2 separate regions of the Mus musculus genome follow, and region 1 is linked to region 2. A link is a contact called in public HiChIP or PLAC-seq data. All regions are on one chromosome and are shown on one strand. Each heading gives the region's core, a stretch centred on a gene start, on an enhancer-like site or on the middle of the called end of the contact. The rest is flanking DNA. Distances are from core to core; before and after follow the strand shown. Region 1 holds the start of Ppil1 (peptidylprolyl isomerase (cyclophilin)-like 1). Region 2 overlaps Cpne5 (copine V).

What was found. HiChIP or PLAC-seq counts read pairs in DNA pulled down with a chosen protein or histone mark.
Region 1: a contact with region 2 is called in an H3K27ac HiChIP or PLAC-seq map of embryonic stem cells, with 3 times the contacts expected there. The contact joins the promoter of Ppil1 here to the enhancer-like site in region 2. A contact is called at or near these places in 9 of 39 promoter capture datasets (the C10 cell line, the HPC-7 cell line, the SN4741 cell line and 2 more), 1 of 15 datasets of contacts at CTCF or cohesin (the NIH/3T3 cell line), 55 of 484 Hi-C or Micro-C datasets (B cells, CD4 T cells, CD8 T cells and 34 more), 40 of 115 datasets of contacts at active chromatin or transcription factors (the 230-238 cell line, CD8 T cells, the HPC-7 cell line and 19 more) and 3 of 9 other capture datasets (adipose tissue, liver and pancreatic islet).

The regions. Positions count from the first base shown.
Region 1 is chr17:29,262,645-29,265,344 of GRCm38.p6, reverse strand. It overlaps Ppil1 (peptidylprolyl isomerase (cyclophilin)-like 1), which reads left to right and starts at 1,374. Exons shown (of 4, transcript NM_026845.4): 1 at 1,374-1,473. The coding sequence starts at 1,418.
Region 2 is chr17:29,169,898-29,172,657 of GRCm38.p6, reverse strand. All of the region lies in intron 12 of Cpne5 (copine V), which reads left to right. Among named protein-coding and RNA genes, the nearest start is that of Rab44, 57 kb to the right of the region's middle. Within about 2 kb of position 1,322, at least 104 of the 459 cell types and tissues checked have an H3K27ac peak or open chromatin away from gene starts, as enhancers often do. A contact at or near this core is called in the 230-238 cell line, B cells, CD8 T cells and 22 more, where this site is marked.

The DNA.
Region 1 (2,700 bases), core at 125-2,624, 93 kb before region 2:
GTTCCTAACCTCCATATGCCAGCTAGAGCCTGCATGTAATTCCAGTTCTGGGGGATCTGACACACTCTTCTGGCCTCTGTGGGCTCCTGTGTGCCCATACAAACCCAGATACACACACACACACACACACACAAAATAAATAAAAAATTAAAGTCTTTTTTATTTATCTGATCTTTAATGGGAGAGCCTCCCCAGAGTGTTCACCCACAGCTCTGTTGGCCTGTAAGTAAGTACCTTGCACACTACGGTTCAGATTGCTTCTCTTTAATATGCATTGCTCAATTTTCTGAAGAGCCGTAGGTTGTTAAGAGTAAGCATTTGCTCAATTTTTGCTTTGCTGTGCAGGAAGTGGGTGGGTGGGAGGGTAGATGCATCTTAGAACTCAGGAAGTCTTGTAAATATTTTCCTACTTCTTTGTTGTTAATTATGGGATGTTCAATATAAAATATACATTTCCCTCGTGGCTCACTGAACTTGGAGAGAGCTATTTGGGCTAGACTGGATGGCTAGCCAGCTCCCTGGATTCTTCCCCATGGTCTCTGCTTTCCCGGTTGCTGAGGCCGCAAGTGCATATCTACCTGGCATTTGCATGGGTCCTAGGGACCTAAATTCAAGTACTTTACCCACTAAGCCCTGTTAGGCAAGCCGTCTACTAACTGGCCTGCATTTCCAGCTCCAAGGATACCTCTCTGAGTAGTCCTAGCTATCCTGAAACTCGCTCTGTAGAAGAGACCTTGTACAGGCCTTGAACTCTGAGATCCCCCTGCCTCTGCCGCTCCAGCGCTGGGGGCGTGCACCACTATCTCCTGGGACAGTCATTTTAAGCTTTGTCTCTCTTCCCAGCCTTTTCCTCTTTCCACATGCTCTTTGCTTTTGGAGTCTGTGGGATCAGATTTGCCATGTGGCACTTAACGGCGGAGTCTCAGTTTTCTCCGCTGAAAAACGGGACTCCTGTCATCCACAGGATTGCTTTAAGGAATAGACGCTGGGCGTGGTGGTGCACGCCTTAAATCCCAGCACTCGGCAGACAGAAGCAGGCAGATCTTTTTGAGTTCAAAGCCAGCCAGGGGCATCACCCAAGTCTGGGAACTAGGAAATTCTCCAGCCCTCCAATCAGAGTGAAGAAGGTTGTTCCCGCCTTCCGCGCCAAAACAGACCAATCACTGTTCCGGAGCGTGGCGCGAATCGCCCCTGGAGAATCTTGCACTTGTCTGAGTTCCTGCACTGAGCATTTCGACTTGCAACCCTCTTCCCAGCCTAGAAAGAAGGATCCTTCGTCATTCTTGTCCCAGCGCCCTAAATCCTGTCAAGCAAACGGGCGGATCGGCGGGAACCGGAAGTGTGTGCCCAGGGGCGGGTCCCGGGTTAACTCCGCCGGAAGTAGTGATTGCTAGCGGGGGGGATACCTTCGCTCAGCATGGCGGCGATTCCCCCAGACACCTGGCAGCCGCCCAACGTCTACCTGGAGACTAGGTGAGGGTTGGAGGTGGGGGAGGAATTGGTGGAGGGGACGCGGGTTCGTGCCGCAGTGGCCGGCCTGACTCGCAGGTTGCCCGCACGCACAGAGCTGCGGCCGGGAGTACCTGTAAGTTCTGAAGGGACCTCAGGGGAGCCCCTCCAACATCCCGGAGACCTCGACGATTTCTATCTGCTGTCCTTTCCCCACGACGTTTATTAGTTCATTTACCTATATCCACCTTCCATCTTCATTCATTCATTCACTCACTCACTCATTTTTTTTCTCAACAAGTGTGTGTTGATCACACAAGCCATGCGCGTAGGACCTGGATTTTTGAAAACACAAATCTGGATTATGGTGAAGGAGACAGATGTGTAAACATCACGGGACAAGTAGAGTTGTCTGAACAAATTTCTTTGGAAGTAGAAGAAAATTTATTTTCTCCAAAATCCAAGAGTGATCTTTGAGCTGGGGATGCCCGAGGCCCCAAGCTCGGGCTACAGCACCATATATACTCGGTGTGGTTGCACAAGCCTGTAATCCTAGCACTCTGGAGGTGGAAGCAGGAGGATCAGAAGTCCAGGGGCTGGGCTGGGCTGGATAGAATAGACTGCTTACCTAACATTCTATTATATTTATATTAATATATAAAATTAAGCCACCTCCTAGTGCCTTGCCTCCCTTGTGTGTGATTGCGCTCAGTTTACTATTGCTAGCAGCTCCTGTCCCGAAGGCTTTGTATCACACACACCCCTCCAGTTTTAGCAGAGAAATGGTGCATTTTATAGATTTACCTGCAACCTGGTTTTCATACTGATTGAAGGGAACCCTGCTTGGAGCCTGGTCTGCCCTGTCTACTGACTTGAGCCCCATTTTGTCTGCCCTTGGCTCCTGAGTGTAGACATTAGGAAGGCACGCACCACTGCTCTCGCTCCCAGTTCTACAGAGTGCTCACATTGCTGGACCTCCTGAACCTGGGCCATACAGATTCTCCCCAGAGCTCAGTGGGTAATGTACAGCAGGAGCCCCCTGCCTTGTTTTATCCTTAAAGGCACTAAGAGAAGAGAATAAAAGCACTCGTATGGGTGTATGTGGACATTTGAAGTAACCAGCCTATTTGCTTTACACATTCTCTTTAGATTTGATTTTTTTTAAAGATATATTTATTTATTTTATTTATATGAGTACACTGTACCTGTCTTCAGACACACCAGAAGAGGACATCAGATCCCATTACAGAT
Region 2 (2,760 bases), core at 73-2,572:
TCCCCGGCCCTACACACACACCTCCAACACACACCACAGGAAGAGCACCAGGAAGGAAGGGAAAGATGTCTAACAAGCCAAGACCTGAGGTCCCAACTCCAGAGTGGCCCCACGTCTTCAGACAAAGCTTGTGGTCCTCTGGAGGAGTAGCCAGTGCTCTTAACCACTGAACTATCTTTCCGACCTTCATAGTGGTTTTGGGGAAGGAGTCCCCTAGCCCAGGCAAGGCAGACTGTACCTTTCTTTGGGAAGTGGGTGGAGCAGTTATCTCTCTTGGGGTTTGGCTTCCAGTGGCTGTGAAGTCTTGGGTGAAATGGAAATCGGAAGCTGCACAGATGGGGCGGCCGGTTTCCTTCCGTTTCCTCAGACAGCCTCTTTGCAATCAACAAGATACGAGCTGCCTGAGCCAGGGGAAAACCACCTCCGTTTCTGGCGCCCCGCCCCCACCCCCGGGGGGGCAGCTTTGGACCCAAGGGGTGTCACCAGGAGGCCAAGTGGGCCCAGGAAGCCCTTGCTAGAGTCAGGAGTGTGAAAAAGGTCCTCACCAGTCAACACCCCACCTCCAACCCTGAAGCCACCCTGGCGGGACACACTTTTAAAGCAGCTGTTCCTGGGACCCAGCCTCTGCTAAAGAATCACTCAGACGCTGAGCCTCTTCAAGTCCTACTGTCCTTCTGACAGCCCCAGACAAGCCTCCAGTCTCCAACCCCTCCAGTGATCCCCAACAGCACACCCCCCCCCCACCTCCTGAGCTCCCACCATCCTCTGCAGGGTGTGGGGCTTTGCAATAGGATTCTAGTCTCTTCTAACCTCCACAGTGACCAGAATGCTCTGGGTGTGGCTCCGTGTTGCCTTGAAATGAACTTCACCCCACACCCCCACTCTCTAATGTTAAGGCAGATCTCCACTTAAGCTGGCACTGAGTATTAACCTGACCCCATTGTCACCACACCTGAGCCCCACGGGCCTACAGAGGGGAGTGTGCTCCTTCTGTGAAGAGAGGCACGGCTCATGTCTGTCTGGGCCCCGAGCACTGAAGCTGCTGCCTCCCCAAGGACTCTACTGAGTCAATATGGTCCCACTTCTGATCAATATGGTCCCCAGAGGCTTTCTCAAATGTCCCCTCAAGGAAGTCATCACCTTTGCAAGTCTCTACAGGCACACTCTTCTTCCCGAGGTTGTGCCTGGGGCCTTTCCATGACCATGAGACCCTCAGAGGTGGGCCGGTTCATTCTGCATTCCCAGCAGCCTGGTGCACAGGAAACCAGATTTCAGACATGGGGAAAGGTAGCCGCCTAGTGGAGCGGGCCAGTTCCTTGTAGCGTCCCTAGGGGGTGCTGTGGCCCTGTGTGAAGCCTGACAGTCACTTGTAGCTAGAGAGGCTAGGATGAGGGAGGTTCTAGGAAATCCCAGGAGAGCTCAGAGCAGACAGGGTGCTAACTCACTGTCCACTTCGCTCAGATCTGACGCCAACGGTTGCTTTAACATAAAAAAAAAAAAAAAAGAGTAGGTTCAGAGAGCGGAAGTGTGACTGACTACACGTTAATTTAAAGATAATGCCAAAGGCTTCAAAGAAATGTGTCAGGCACGGTTGTGTGTATCTGTGGTCCCCACCACTCAGAAAGCAGAAGCAGGGGAATGTGACCTCAAGGCCAGCCTAGACTACACGGTGAGACCCCTGTCTCAACAATAGAAAGCAAACCAAAATGAGTCTAAGAGGTACTATAAAGAAATCTACACCCCTAAACCGTGTTCTGCTCGCTCCACTCTGCTGCAGGGAACCGTGAAGCAGGGGTCGGAGGTACATTTTGTTCCAAACCCCGAATAAGCTCAGCTGGGTAAACATTAATGTTGAGTCTGCAACTCTGCCCTTCTGCCTGGCAGCCAGGTGGTATTAGAGAAGGCTGCCCCATGGCTAGAGAGGCACTTCTAGGATGTTCAGCATCTCAGACCCAGCCTCAGTCCCCACCTGAGCATGATGCCAGCCCTCCCATTTGAACTTGTCACTCATCCATCACGGGTGACAGCTCTGTACGTATGCACCGCTGGCCTGGAGACAGGTTTCTCTTCCTGTGTCTACCCAGATGGCTGTGTGACTTAAGCAAATCGCCTGGCATCTCTGTGTCCTGGTTCCCTTCGTCTCTGAAGTGGGCATCAATCCTTGTTAGACCGAAGAAACTGCAGTTAAAGACATAGGGAGGGAAGACAGGAAGCTGGTGGCGCACGCCTTTAATCCTAGCACTTGAGAGGCAGAGGCAGATGGTGGATCTCCGAGTTCAAGGCCAGCCTGGTCTACAGAGCAAGTTCCAGGCCAGCCAGAGCTATGTAGGGAATGCCGTCTTGAAAAAACAACAAATAAAAAGACATAGGAAAGATCCCCAAGAGAGGCACGTGGGATATGCCATGTGGGAGAGGGGATAAGAGTTTGAGAACAGCCTGGCTCTGTTGATTGCACACCAGAGAAAGCCCAGATCTCTCGTGTTGAGCCTGGGAACAGAGAGCTCCGTGCAGCATGGCTCACCAGGACAAGGTGGCCCTCCTCCCAGCCCCAGGGCTTCTCCAACACCAGTAACCACAACTACAGCTGGGTCACTGCTCTGAGGCAGCGTCTTGACCTCCCACCCGCTCCCCGAGTGGTGACAACCACCTACAGACTTTACTAGATGTCAGGGGTGAAGGGTGTCACCCACTGTTGTCACTAGTGGGGGGACAGAGACATCCTGAGTCTTTACAGAGCCTACTGTGCGGAGCCTTGTCATG